Linked DNA regions of Mus musculus: regions 1, 3, 4 and 5 are each linked to region 2. Evidence: chromatin contacts called from public HiChIP or PLAC-seq and promoter capture Hi-C data. All regions are on one chromosome and are shown on one strand. Each heading gives the region's core, a stretch centred on a gene start, on an enhancer-like site or on the middle of the called end of the contact. The rest is flanking DNA. Distances are from core to core; before and after follow the strand shown.

Evidence for each region. Promoter capture Hi-C pulls out the DNA fragments that hold promoters and counts their contacts. HiChIP or PLAC-seq counts read pairs in DNA pulled down with a chosen protein or histone mark.
Region 1: a promoter capture Hi-C map of hippocampal neurons shows a contact between it and region 2, with 2.5 times the contacts expected there. The contact joins the enhancer-like site here to the promoter of Cacul1 in region 2. A contact is called at or near these places in 9 of 39 promoter capture datasets (the 3T3-L1 cell line, the C10 cell line, HPC-7-derived erythroid cells and 6 more) and 1 of 115 datasets of contacts at active chromatin or transcription factors (embryonic stem cells).
Region 3: a contact with region 2 is called in a promoter capture Hi-C map of liver, with 2.5 times the contacts expected there. The contact joins the enhancer-like site here to the promoter of Cacul1 in region 2. A contact is called at or near these places in 10 of 39 promoter capture datasets (the C10 cell line, the HPC-7 cell line, cranial neural crest and 6 more), 9 of 115 datasets of contacts at active chromatin or transcription factors (astrocytes, embryonic forebrain, embryonic stem cells and 4 more) and 1 of 9 other capture datasets (adipose tissue).
Region 4: a contact with region 2 is called in a promoter capture Hi-C map of hippocampal neurons, with 2.3 times the contacts expected there. The contact joins the promoter of 2700089I24Rik here to the promoter of Cacul1 in region 2. A contact is called at or near these places in 1 of 39 promoter capture datasets (hippocampal neurons) and 1 of 115 datasets of contacts at active chromatin or transcription factors (large pre-B cells).
Region 5: a contact with region 2 is called in an H3K4me3 HiChIP or PLAC-seq map of forebrain, with 6 times the contacts expected there. The contact joins the promoter of Emx2 here to the promoter of Cacul1 in region 2. A contact is called at or near these places in 5 of 39 promoter capture datasets (the 3T3-L1 cell line, cranial neural crest, embryonic stem cells and 2 more), 2 of 484 Hi-C or Micro-C datasets (embryonic stem cells and granulosa cells), 9 of 115 datasets of contacts at active chromatin or transcription factors (embryonic limb bud, embryonic midbrain, embryonic stem cells and 3 more) and 2 of 9 other capture datasets (embryonic stem cells and embryonic trunk).

The regions. Positions count from the first base shown.
Region 1 is chr19:59,291,318-59,294,017 of GRCm38.p6, reverse strand. It overlaps Slc18a2 (solute carrier family 18 (vesicular monoamine), member 2), which reads right to left. Exons shown (of 16, transcript NM_172523.3): 16 at 1-206. The coding sequence ends at 102. Among named protein-coding and RNA genes, the nearest start is that of Slc18a2, 32 kb to the right of the region's middle. Within about 2 kb of position 1,332, at least 6 of the 459 cell types and tissues checked have an H3K27ac peak or open chromatin away from gene starts, as enhancers often do. A contact at or near this core is called in hippocampal neurons, where this site is marked.
Region 2 is chr19:60,579,689-60,582,388 of GRCm38.p6, reverse strand. It overlaps Cacul1 (CDK2 associated, cullin domain 1), which reads left to right and starts at 1,366. Exons shown (of 9, transcript NM_030197.2): 1 at 1,366-2,061. The coding sequence starts at 1,671.
Region 3 is chr19:59,407,293-59,409,992 of GRCm38.p6, reverse strand. No RefSeq gene overlaps it. Among named protein-coding and RNA genes, the nearest start is that of Gm33756, 19 kb to the right of the region's middle. Within about 2 kb of position 1,337, at least 6 of the 459 cell types and tissues checked have an H3K27ac peak or open chromatin away from gene starts, as enhancers often do. A contact at or near this core is called in liver, where this site is marked.
Region 4 is chr19:59,491,860-59,494,559 of GRCm38.p6, reverse strand. 2700089I24Rik (RIKEN cDNA 2700089I24 gene) reads right to left here and starts at 1,424. Exons shown (of 5, transcript NR_045308.1): 1 at 1,298-1,424; 2 at 916-1,003.
Region 5 is chr19:59,457,430-59,460,129 of GRCm38.p6, reverse strand. Emx2 (empty spiracles homeobox 2) reads right to left here and starts at 1,440. Exons shown (of 3, transcript NM_010132.2): 1 at 506-1,440. The coding sequence starts at 914. It also overlaps Emx2os.

The sequences.
Region 1 (2,700 bases), core at 83-2,582, 1.3 Mb after region 2:
TTACTCTATGCCAGCAATGGATGGCGTGACTAAGACAGCTCTTAAGTCATCTCACTGGAGACACATGTACACAGTTAAACATTGGGCAACGTTAGAGGGGCTCAGTCACTCTCAGATTCTTCATCATCACCGACGGGGTACGGCTGGACATTATTCTGAGTGTACATCTTTGTCTTAATGGGGCAGTTGTGGTCCATGAGGATAGCCTGGAAGCAAAATGCAAGTACATTAACTTCTTGTTTTATAAAGATAAAGAGGTTTTAACCTACTGTTAAGGATTACTGTTCTGAAAGCTGTATAATAGTCATTCGAAGCCATCGAATGTCTTGACCCTGAAGGTCTGTGGTCCTCCACGCAGTGGAGAGTTTCAGGCAAGAAGTAAAACATCTAGAATGTTTTCCTTGTACCTGTTGGAGATAGAAATTGAGTTTTTTGACTCAAAGGTAGGTTAGGTTTTAGAAAAGTTAAACTGAAAATTTTGTATGGGGAGGGCCTGTGGACCTCATTACATCCAATTTCCACTTTATAGACTGCCACAACAGGGAACTTAATGATGTTTGAAGAGAGCTCTTGTTGGAAGTATAGGGATCCACTTCACTAGTTCCAGTCATGGACCTTGCTCTGGTGAGAGCCAGACTATTTTACAATATGTTAAGACCACATTCTGCTTACAAATGTGATATTTCGATATCTCCCTTTTTAGATCCTACTTTATAGCACAAATGTACAATAAAGTTCCTCTGCCCTTTCTATTTTTGAAAATTAAACCAAAACTAAGTGTGACTGCAAAATAAAAAAAGAAAAAAATGATGCTTTCATTTCAGAGACTAAAGCTTTAGCTTTCACAATGAGTCTAGATGAGAAGTTGAGAATGGGTAGAGGCTTAAAGAACTTGATCAAGGAGAGCTGGGGATCTGGGTTGGTGGTTAAGAGCTTTGGCTCCCCTTCCAGTGGACCCAGATTCACATAGCAGCTCACAAGTGTCTGTAACTCCAGTTCTAAGGAACCTGACTAACACAGACGTGTAGGGAAATAAAAATTTAAAAAGAACTTGACCAAGGGCTATATACCCTGGCCACCGAAATCTGCGGATGGTTAAGTCCTTTATGTAGAATAGTCTATCTGCATAGAACATATATCTGTGTTTATTTCAAATCAGCTTTAGATCACTTGCAGTACTGAACATAATAGAAATGTGCACTGTAGCTAGGGAATGATAAAGAACTGTACAAAATAGCTTTTAGTTTGGATTCAGTGGTTGAGTCTACAGAGCTAGAACTGGCGAGTACAGAGAGTTAACCGTGTGCATTACGTGCAGAGGAAGAAACCCAGGCAGCCTCAGGACAGACTGCACTTTTTACACAGCCCAGAGCAGCTGGAGAAGTGCAGTGGGAGGCATGTGCAAGCCAAATTATCTGGTGTGTCTGGGCAGTTTCCCTCCTTCATAAGAAACCATTCCCAGCAAGTTTTTTCTTTCTTTCTGTGCAGTCTGCAAATCTGAGCAGATTAAAATGTTCTAATACTGCCTGTGGCAGTCTGTCTTGATGTCTGCTAGTTATTCTCAGCTCTAGTCCTCCATATGTGATAAGACTCAGTCAGTGTTCAACCCTTTTATCATTTCCCAAGAGATTCTCAAATGATCTGCTGTGTGGCACAAGATAAGGACAGTGACCCAAGTCAGACAGTCATCTCAAACTCCCTTTCCAATTATGCTGCGTACTGAGTGAATTGATAGTTGTACTTAAAAGATTTGATTATTAAAATAGTTGAGGCAACAGATTATACACCTGAACCATTCTCCCTGCGTTATACAAAGATTTAGCCATTGAAGCAGAAAGGTAATCTCCCCAGATTAGTGATTCTTAAGGAAATGTGCCCAGAGAACACTGGGGAGATGGGCTGGGGGTAGAGTAGAGCTGATTAAAAATGAAATCCCAGGTAACTACCTTCACAGCAACAGTGCTATCAACAACTTCCAGAAACACTGCCTTAGTTACAATATATTAAGATTATAGCAGCCATCAGCTGACATACTCCAAAGGTATGGTCATGTCCCCTCAGGGCCACAGGTGGAAGACTCAGTTGAGGTTGAGGGTTAGCAAAAGTCTACAGATAAAATGAGAGCTTTAGGTGAACCCTGAAAGATGGGACAGTTTGAAGACAGGTTTGAATAGGCAAATCATAGATTATGGAGAGCAGTAGGTAAAACACACTAGACTAACAGCTACCAGAGTTCATGTTAGGAGGCAATAGAGACAGCAGTTGGAAAGCACCACCAAAACCAGGAAAAGGCATGATCCTTGACCTGAACTTGGCCCACAGGCAGCACGGCCACTTTGAAGGGCATCTCTCCATTCTTCCACTATTACACTTCTATAGCTAATCTTAACTGCTGGACTGGACATAGAATGTGGACTAGATAAAAACTGTTCTGAGAATTGTTGTGTGTGATAGGGCACACCTTTCATGTTAGCACTCAGGATGGAAAGGCAGATACGTCTCAGAGTTTGAGTCCAGCAATCTAGAGTGAGACCCTGTCTTTAAAAGCTACACGGGGATTAGGGAGATAGCATAATGGGTAAAGAAACTTTGCCTTGCAGGGATCTCCCAAAAGCTTTACTGGGTGGTAGTTTTACTTACCAAAAAAAAAAAAAGTTATAAATGGTTAAGTAGGTCAGATGGTGTGCCTTGAAAAGAGAG
Region 2 (2,700 bases), core at 117-2,616:
TGGTTTGTCAATTTGACTACACCTGGAATGAACTACAATCCAGAAATGGAGGGAACACCTGCAATCCCGATCTTGAAGCTGGAAGACACCCAGGTCTTGACATGGGATGACACACACTTTTGATCTAGAACTTGAGGCACAGTGCCCAGGAAAAGCTTAGGCCCAGACAAGATGGTATACACATTTAATCCCAGGAGACAGAGGCAAGCATATCTCTGAGTTCAAGCCCAGCCTGAGACAGAGCAAGTTCCATTAAACAAAAGCTTAGGTCCAGGCATGGTGGTACACATCTTTAATCTGGGCCGCACCTTCTGCTGGAGGTCTACATAAGGACAATGGAAAAAGCATTCATTCTTTGCCTGCTTGCACTTGCCAACACATCTGTTGGAACCTATTTCTTCAGGATTCTAGTTTATACAGAAGACCAGCTGACTTAGCCTGGTGGGATTGAGCAACTACTTAGATTCTTAGAGCTCCCCATCACAGCTGGCCATTGCTAAGTTAGCTGGACTGCAGACTGTCATTCATCCCAATAATTTCTCTTAATACATAGAGACATTCCATAAGTTCTGTGACTCTAGAGAACCCTAATAGTTTCTAACTGCACAGTGGTCAGAGAATGTGGTTATGTCAGTCCTCAGACATGCAGAGACACTTGCTTAGAGACACAGTATGTTTATCTTTTGTAAATGTTTCACATACTCTGGGAAGGAATGTATATTGTGCAATTTCTGAATCAATATTCTGTCCTTCTTAGTTTGGGATACCTAGGGCTAAAAAACGGCACACACCAACAGTCTACCCTTTGGAGTCTGTACCCAGGGCCTACTGCCACACTGTCCTTTCATTCCCCAAGCAAAGGCTCAGGCTGCGAGGTCAAGGTCTGGGTGGCAAAAAGCCTGTGTCGGTGGGGGACCCTCACTATGGAAAGGTTAGCCAGCATGGGGTATGAAGGGACACTCAGAAGGCTGAGGAAAGAGGACTGCTTGGAGTTAGTTGGAGCCCAGTTTGGAGTACAAAAAGAAAAAAGAAAAGACGAAAAGACTAAAAAAGAAAAGGGAAGGGGGCTGTTAAACATAAGAGCGTTGGTGCGCCGTTTTTGGGTCCACTCTCGGGCACACCCAGACTAGTTGTGGCAACAAGTTAGAGAATGCGCGTGCGCAGACCAAAGTCCTTTATCACGTAATGTCGGCCGGGGGCGGGGCCAGCGAATCCGGGTCTGGACACCTGGTCTAAACTGATGGGGAGGGGGGAGTGGGGAGGGGAGGGAGAGGGAATCGCGCCGCTGGGTGCATTCGCCTTGAGGTGACTCATAGCTCCCGCCCCCTTTTCGCCCAGCTTTCTCCAGGCCGTCCCTCGCATCACGTGCCTTCCTGGCCGCTCCCCCAGAGCCCTTTCCAAAGGCCAGAAGAAACTGCTGTAAAATGTCGTGAGGGACGTCAGCCCTTTGCGGCTGCCTCTCAGAACCAGACCCCGGGAGTGCCCACCTCAGTCAGCGGTTCCTCCGGCGGAGTCGTCTTGACGGAGGGCGAAAGCGCTCGGTGCGCCACTGGATTTTCCGCCGCACCCGCGAGGGCTCCGGGCGATGTGAACTCGAGGCGGCTTCTGCGCTCCCAGGCCCGGGGGCTGAGGTGGGCGGGCAGGTGCCTGGGAAGCCGCGGCCCGGCGGGATGGAGGAGAGCATGGAGGAGGAGGAAATGCTCACCTACGAGGCAATGATGGACGACCAGAATCACAACAACTGGGAGGCCGCCGCGGACAGTTTCCGCCAGCCTCCGCCGGCCCCGCCGCTGCCCCCGCCGCCGCCGCCGCGGCCCTCGTCGTCCATCCCGGATCCAGGCCGAGAACTCCCGGGGGGACAGCTGCTGGCTGTGCACGCGGGCTCCATGGAGAGGAAGGGTCCTAAGGAAGGGCTCCCGATGGGGCCTCCGCCCTTGCCGGAACCAAACGGGGTGATCATGATGTTGAAGAGCTGCGACGCAGCCGCCGCGGTGGCCAAGACGGCCCCTGCCCCCACCTCCAGCTCCACTATCAACATCAACACCTCCACCTCCAAGTTCCGTGAGTCTGTCCCTCCTCCACGACCCCACCCCCACCCCCCAGCCAGGCTTCTCCACACCAGCTCGTGGAATCCCCCCGCCCTGAGAGTAACTCCACTTCCTTTGTTCCAGGCTTAGTTCTCTTTCCTTCTCTTAACCCTCCCACCCTGATTCGGTGTCTGCGGCCAGTATCCGGCCAGCCAGCCAGTGTTGCCTGTTACACCTGCGCAGCCTCAGCTTATGCTTTAGAAAAGATCTTTAATACTCCTGATCATCTCTCAACATTAGTAAGCTCTTCTCTAGGGTGTCCCCTTCAAAGTTTCACCTTACAGAGCGAGAGGGAAAAGTAAGGCGGTCTTGAATTTCGTTAGAGGCCTTTCGTCTTTTTTTTTCAACCAGAGAGCAAAGAAATGTGTTCTTGTATTCTTTGCCGCTGTACTTTTAGCAAATCGGGCTTCTGAACGTTGGTCTCTAGCAACTCTTTGTTCTCTGTGAGTTTTTGCATCCTGTCAGGGAATTCTTAGTTACTTCTACTATGTAGTGGGAACTGCTACAAGTCTTTGAAGTTGATGTGTAAAATCACGTTCCAGAGAAGCGGTTCAGCAAGTGACTGTAACCAGGATCCTACCGCAGGTTGAACTTTTTAGCGGTCTGCCTTGAA
Region 3 (2,700 bases), core at 88-2,587, 1.2 Mb after region 2:
AAGATGCAGTCTATCATGGACAGCAGCAGCTTGAGGCGGCTGGCCGTGTTATACCCATTGTCAGGAAGCAGAGATGGGTGAGTGCTGGTGTCCAGCTCTCTCCCTTTTATTAAATTCAGGATCCCAGAGCTTGAGATGGAGCTGCCCACATTCAAGGTGGGCCTTCCCTGCTGCGTTAAACATGTATGGAAACACTCTCTTAGGCACACGCGGAAGTGTGTGTCCATGCTAATTCTAAGCTCTGTCAAGTTGACAGTAGAAGTTAACTGTAACAGAAGGTTCATTGGATGAAGAGGGTGATGATAACCACAGAAGCATCCCCCATCCTACATAAGATGACCTGACTAGACAGCCCTGAAGCACAGGCTGGTCTAATCTCTCCCTGTGGGTAATTACGGTCAAGGGCAGAGGAAGGCTAAGCTTGACTGAGCTTTAGAAAAGGTAGAATCTCCCATTTCTTGGTACTCCCCGTCTTCTCTCCCCCCACCTCTCTCTCTCTCTCTCTCTCTCTCTCTCTCTCTCTCACACACACACACACACACACACACACATTTCTGACCACCTCGGTCTTTGGGCAAGTCGTTGACCTTGTGAATCAAGTGAGCCTGTCTGACATTCTCTCCTTTGGACCTACTAAGTTCATTCATCTTATATAACTCTAAAACCAACTTTATTTCCCTAAACCTGGACTCCAAAGGAGCAAACTTATTCAGAAGCAAAGTCACAACAGACATGCTCAGGTGAGACAAAGTTGTCTGGAAGCAGTAGGGACCCAAACTCAATAGGATTGGGCCTCTAAAGTGTGACAGGCACTCACACAGGGAAAACGCATCAGGAGGCAGAGATAGGCAATGCCAATAAATGCCAGATGCTGCCAGAGGTTGGAAGTGGGCAAGAGACCCACTCTCCTTCACCAGCAAATTCTGTGAAAGGAAGGAGTCTTACTGACCTTGACCTCATACTTCAAAAAACAAACAAACAAACAAGCAAGCAAACAAACAAAAGCAGAAGCCTGCTGTTTAGATACCTAATCTGTAACACTGTTCCAGAAGTCCTAGCAAATGACACAGCCCTGAGACACAACAAGGGACTGATGCAGCATCCAGGAGGAAAGTTTGGTGCTGGCTTTGCTGGCTGGTGAAATTGGTAGACACCGAGTCCCTGCTACCACCATAGTCAGCAAACATGAGGTCCTGAGTTCAGTCCCCAGAAACTGTACAACAATCCAGGCTTAGTGATCTGCATTTGTAATTCCAGAGTGGGGAGGCAGAGTCAGGCAGATCAGTAGCCAGCCAGCCTAGCTTAGTTGGTAAGCCCCAAGTCCCAGTAAGAGACACTGTCTCCAAAGCAAACAAACTACAGCAAGGTTAATAGCTCCTGGGCTTCTTAGGAATAGCGCCCAAGGTTGACCTCTGGCTTCCAAATGCTCCCACATATGTGTACTTGCACACACACACATGTGCATGCATGAATATGCACATAAGAGTGCACACACACACACACACACACACACACACACACACACACACGAGTGTTGAAAAGGATACAGAAACCAGATACAGAGCCAGGGGCAGAGAGGTAGATAGTCATGGGCTTCTGAGCTGCAGAACTAGGCCATCATCCATCTCTTTGCCAACAAACCCCATGACCAGGCAAAGAAGAAATCGAAGGGGAAACCTTGGCTGCATCCCCACCAGCCTCCCTGGCCCAGGTGAGCTCATTGCCAGCTGGCCAGGCTTCCCACCACATACCTGGCTGGGAGTCAGTAGGAAAACAGTGTATGTTTGTCAGGCCCTGCACTGAAGGGCAGTAGATCAATGCAAAGCTAATAAATTAGGGAGAAATGGGATTCTTTGGTTCACAGTGGTTAGAGCTATGGAATCTAGTATAAGCTTAGGGTCTTGTGGTCCAGGGCAGCTCCAGAATAAACCTATGAGGAGAAAGTGCAATTCTAATCCCCTGAGTTGAAGCTTTCAATTACAACTTGGTCTCATTGCTAAGAGGGTTTGGGCAGGCACAATCAAGCAGACCAGGCACTCCAGACTCAGGGGCCTGTAACCCAATGACCAAGGTCCTCATAACACAAGGGTGGCTTATGAAGGAACACACCAAGTGGAGAAGAGGCAGGCAGAGAGTCTGGGAGTGGAGTGTCCTGTTTTGACCCCTAAAAAGCAACATGCATCCACAGAGCCCCAGAACATACTCCCCATTGCTTAGAACAGCAGCTCCCCACCCCCTCAACAAGTTAGGGTTCTCTCTCCCACTTTATTGCATAGATATTTAAAAAAACATAGCGCTTGAAGTGTTATATTGGTAAGTATACATATATATAATGAGTCTATGGTTTTCCCCTCTTCTGGTCCTACCCTTCTGAGGATTATTGGGTCATTATGTATCATTGGTGTGAGTTTTTTTTTCTGTTTCTTGTTTTGTCTGGGGCGCTTATAAATAGGCATTCACCTATCAGCTTCCCATCCCTCCAGACAAAACTATAGTACATATTATCTTGAAATTTGCTTTTCAAAAATCTAATGATACATCCCAGCTATTGTCCTACTCGACAACACAACAATACATAACACGAGCTTGTATATGGGACACAAGCTGGACTCAGCGGGGAAAGGAGAAGAAAAAAATAATCTTAAAGTCAGGTAGGAAGCAACAGAAGAGCTGAAAGGGTGGTAAAGGGGGAACTGAGGG
Region 4 (2,700 bases), core at 175-2,674, 1.1 Mb after region 2:
ATATAAAGACACAAGGATTAACCAATCTGCAGGCTATCTGTGGTCATCATTAAACCAAGAACTTAGAAACTTGTGCAGGACAGGAATTGTACTTACCTCTATTTTTTAAGATTAAACTCAAGTATGTAAAAATATCTGGCCCAAAGTATATGTAATAATGGCGCTCAAGAAAGATGGTCTTTCTATCTGGATACAGCCATGGCTCGTGTGACTATTTCCTTGTCTATCTGTACTAACAGAAGTCTCTGATGTTCACGCATAGCCATAGAAGAGAATTTCCATCCATTAATACTAGTATGCTTGTATTCTACTGAACAACTTTGTCCAGCATCCCTCCTTCAACCCCAATCATCATAACAGACCTGTGGATTGTTCTTTTTCTGCCCTGGGAAGAAAAATCTCAGATGCTTCCCACAACCTTCCTTATTACCCTTCACCAACCAATAGCTTGTATTCTCTTGTCAGCTCCAGCACTTAGTGTTCCAATCTTCACACATACCAGGGTCTCCCCAGGTTGGGCTAGCCTCAGGCAGAGGGAGGTCAGCCTGCATGGAATAGGGACCATAGGCCTCTCTATTTCCCAACTTTGTGTATCCTGCTCTCCACTACAAAGCCTTTAGGATAAGTTATCTTCTCCACCCTTTATCTTCCAAAAAGAATTCAGATATAATTGAGAGCTGGACTTGACTATCATGGATGTCCAAAGTTCACTCTCTCCCTTTGGAGGGATTTTATCTGGGTTTCTCTGAGTTCCCCCTGCTGGGCATCACTCTTTCTGCTACTTAGAAGACCCTATCTCCTGCTCACCCAGAGCCATTCAAACAATCTTAGGTGGGGCCATACTGTCCCACTGGCCAAAGTTAACATGTCCTGCCTACGGGTCCTCTTGACTCTTGATGCGGTTTGTGTACCTACCCTGTGAAGCACAGGAGTGTGGGTCAAGCTTGCTTGACTTTATCTCTTCCTTGAGCTTGTCTCCCTTGACTTGAGAAGGAAAGACTACCTGTTAAATGGGACAGAGTGGGTCAGAAGGGGTCATGACATGGGGAAATATACCAAGTTCCAGGCAGGGCTACAGATCTTTTGTATGAACACTTTACTACAGTCCATCCACAGCTTCCTATAGAGTATCACCTTAGCATCCAAATGAGGGGTAGGATGTAACCCAGTGGTAGAAGAATGCTTGCCTAGCATGCATGAGGCCCTGGGTTCCACCTCCAGTACCACCTGCAATTTATTCACATGCCCAGGGTAGCTGAAGATGCTCTGACCCACACCTACTACCTCCAACACTTACCTAATCAATAAAATCACTTCCACTGCAGAATCAATGAATTGTGTTGGAAGAAAGGCACAAGATCTTCAGTCTCAATATTGTTTTAAGTGCCTAATAGGCAGACTCTCATCTGAGCTGTTTACACTCTAACCGTAGGCTGGAAGCAAGCAGGGAAGTCACTCCAAGAGTGCAGGGGTGGGGAAGCAGACGGTGGGTGTGTCTGCCCGATAGGAGCTTTGTCTTTCTTGAAAGATGATCAAACATAACAGCTGTTCCATCCCAGAGCAGAGAGGCCAGCATAGAGCAAGGCACAGGTATAAATCTCCCTCTTGCCAAAGCCTGACAACGCTGGGTGTCCGTTGTTCCCACCCTCCCAGTCAGAAGATCAGACTCTGCTGCTCCCAGGAATGTGCAGGCGCCCAGTCAGAGGCTGGCAGCCCAGCCTCTGAAGAGCAATGCTCCAGGCTAACGTGCCTTTATTGCATCTTGGGGAACCATTAGAAAGTCTTTGACAAAGATTTCCTGTTGTAAATACTTCTGACTCTTGACTAAAGAAGTTGTCCATCTCAAACACCTTGGGCTAAGGTATTTCCTCTGCCTTCCTGTCCACTTTCACCAGGGCTGCAAGTCAGAGGAGGACAAATGATCGGTGCCATTTTCTATCCAATGTTGTGTGAAAACCAGTGTGGGAACATGTGTTAGTTGACAGGATTTTTAAAGTTAATATTTCTAAATTAAAGTGATAAGTACAGGCATGCAGCCTCCCATACAGCTTAACTGGTGATGTGTTCTAGAATATTCATGATTCTCCATCTGTGCAGAACAGAAGAAAATGCACTAGACTGACTCAGAAGGCAGAGTGTAGGCCTGCCACTGTGTACCAGCCAGTGCAACCTCAAGACACTCTTTAAATCTTGCCAAGTTTAGATTATTTGTCTGTATAGTATCCACTGCAGCATCTGTTCAACTGACCTCTGACCTCAAGGGCTATTAAGAGGCTATTGGGAGAAAGCAGCTATGAGCCCTCATAGGTGAGGAGTCTTGAAGCATCCAGGGCGAACCCCAGACACTGTGGAAAGAGGAGGATGAACAGTACAACATCCACGCTGCAGGAGCTATGGGCTTTCAGTGAAACCCACATCCCTAGCCTGTCAGTGTAAGGATGTGAGACGTCACCCATTGAGCCAGGCCAAATGACCAAATGGGCCCAAGTAATCACCTGTGTCCCTGGACGTATAAACACCCTCAGGATCTAAATGTAGACTCATGGACACAGAAGTTACTTGTAGTCTCCAGAGCCAACTCACACTGACCAGTCACATACATGTACAGCCGTCTAGAAGCAACCACAATGAAATCTCTTACAACCCCAGGAACTGGCAAACACAGGCCAAGGCCAACCAAGCCATATCACCAAGTGACAG
Region 5 (2,700 bases), core at 191-2,690, 1.1 Mb after region 2:
TTCCAAGGTCTCCTTGTCTCCTTAAAGGGGTTGAAGACCTAGAAGTTGCGGGTCTGGGCTGGGGGGACATAGAGTGAGTGTAGAGCAGAGTTGAAGTCCAGTGAACCTGGCCATGTGGCCCTGTCCGAGTCCCTGAGTGATAGACCGGCCGGGAACACGGTCCAGGGAAACAGGATTCAAAGACCTCGCGGGCTCAGAGCTTCTTGACAGCGGGCTTCGTCGCCCAGCATCGTGTCCCAGCCAGCCCGACCCCGGCCCGAACCACGGGACACCTCGTTTGCACCCTTTTACAAAGGGTCAAGGAGTGGGCAAGCCAGTAACCCAAACGAGCTTCAGAGACTGGGGACCAAAGCCTCTCGGGCCCCTAGCTGCCCAGTTTCAGAACCAAGAACCCGGGCTGACCTCCGCCCGTCCAGGCCTCGAGGAGCGCCCACCCGGAGCAGGCCGGGCGCAATGAAGGAGGCGACCGGAGCGGCGTGCTTCAGTTCCGCGACGTGGCACGTACCTTGGAAGCGATGACCCAGATATCGGTAGCGGTGGATGAGCCAGGGGTAGAAGGTGGACGGGTCCCGCTGCTGCGAGGCGAAGAGGGGGTGTGGCGAATGCGAGGAGGGCAGGGGGTGGGCGGCCAGGGCGTGCGGCGGCGGCACCGGGTGCACCGGCACGGCGGGGTTGGGCGGGTGCGAGACCGCCTCGGCGAACACCAAGTCCGGGTTGGAGTAGACGCCCCTGCCGGCGGCGGCGGCGGCGGCGGCCGAGTGGAAGCCGTTGAGGAACGGATTTATGGGACTGGAATTGGCGTAGCTGAGTGCCGCGGGACGGATGGGATCCTCGGAGCGCGAGGCAGGCAGGGGACTGTCCTTGGCCACCAGCGACTCGATGGTGAAGCAGCGCTTGGGCGCCGGCTGAAACATGCTGCGCCGAGGAGCGGGCGCGCTGGGCTCCCTGCTCCCGGCGACCGCGGCGCGCTGCCTCCGCCGCCCGCTGCCCGCGGCGAGGACCGAGGAGAATGGGGGACTCGTTTGTTTGGGGTGGGGGTGGGGGTAAGGAAAGGAAGGAAGGAAGAAAGGAAAGGAAAAAGGAAAGGAGGGGGAGGGGGAGGAGAGGCAAAGCCGAAGATCCCGAGAATCTTGCACCAAACGCGCCCAACCTGGAGAGAGGGGGGAAAATCCTTCCAGAAGAATTTGCAGGCGTGGATTGGGGTAATATTTTTTTGAGCGAGGTGGCGTGGGGGGGGGGGAGATTGGAGTTAGAGGCAGGGAGGGGGTTTTCGGGGAGGCAAAAAAAAAGTTTTCTCTCCTTTGCAAAAGGCGGGCAGGGCGCCCTAAGTCCAAGGACAATCCATGGAAGTGTTCGCTTCTTCACTAGTAGTGCAAACGATTTGTTAGTTCATGAGCCTAATTAGTGCGGGGATCACATAAACAGCTTCCTCCGAAGCCTGGTAAATGGCTTGATGATTGGTCGCTATTACTCGCCCTGAGGTGGAAGGGGGGAGACTCTTTAAAGTGCGTCAGAGGGAGGCGAACGCCTGGGAACCCGGAGGCCTGGATCCGGGCCCAGAATGGAACGGAGTCGGCGCTACTGCCCCGGCTGTGCCTCCAGCCGCCCGCCCGGCCGCCGACCTCTTGGTGTCTTCGCCCTGCGCTCCGGGCTAGCTCCCTCGCTCCTGCGGCGCCCGCTGCGGCTTCTCTCCTCCTCCTTCGCCTCCTCCGCTTCCCTCTTCTCCTCCTCTTCCTCGTTCCTCTCCTCCTCCTCTTCCTCCTCCTCCTCTTTCCCCCTCCTCCTCCCCCTCAGCCACCGCCTCCTACTGCACCCACACCACTCCCACCGGGGCACCCGGGTCCCTGCAGAGTCTCGGGGCTGCGCTGCCTTTGCTGCGGACCCCTGGATCCTAAGCCTGCGGCGCTGGAGCTGATGGGACTGAATCACGGACGGACACGCAGATTTCTTCACACCCTAAGCTCCGCTGCGGTTGTCCCCTGGAGGCCCGCGCCCGGGTCACTGAGATGGCTTCGGGCGCCCGGCGAGGGTAAGCGGGCGGGGACTGGTTCCGGGCAAGGGCTAACCCGCTTCACTCCTACCAATCCCCACCCCCAGCAAAACTCCCGAGGTTTCCTAGGCGCTCGAGGGGGGGGGTCCTCCCACCCCTCCAACCAAGCGTAGCTTCGAGGTTCCAGGGTCCACGCGTTTGCAGTCTTTGACCCGGCTGGTTCGTTTTTTTAAGTTCAAACCTGAGGGGCCAGCTGCGCCTGTACCGTGGCAGTGGACTTCCAGCTTGCACCCAAGAGTTTCTGCTTATCCTTTCTGGAGGGTGGTCACTTCTGTCCCCAAAACAGCTCTTTCTGGGAAATGTGGGGTTATTTGGGAAAGGAGTCTTGGGTCCTAGGTCAGAAGCTGAAGTTATGACTGTGTTATCGTTCCATTGTCCTTAGTGGCGTTGACACTGTTCCCATTATTGCTATTATTACTGTACCTATTTTTATTCTGACATCTGTTGTCCCAGGGCTGGGTTGCTCTACAAATCCAGGTTTCGCAACCTGGCACTTAGGATTGTGTCTCCGGTCCTAGGCCCTGTCCGCATTTTCGAGCTTGCCTTCGGTTTTGGGATGATTTTAGGGCCGACTTCTCTCGTCCCCATTGGCTCACGCTGAGGCATAATTATGATCACATCCCCCCAGCCTGCTGGCGCTGCTCTCTGTT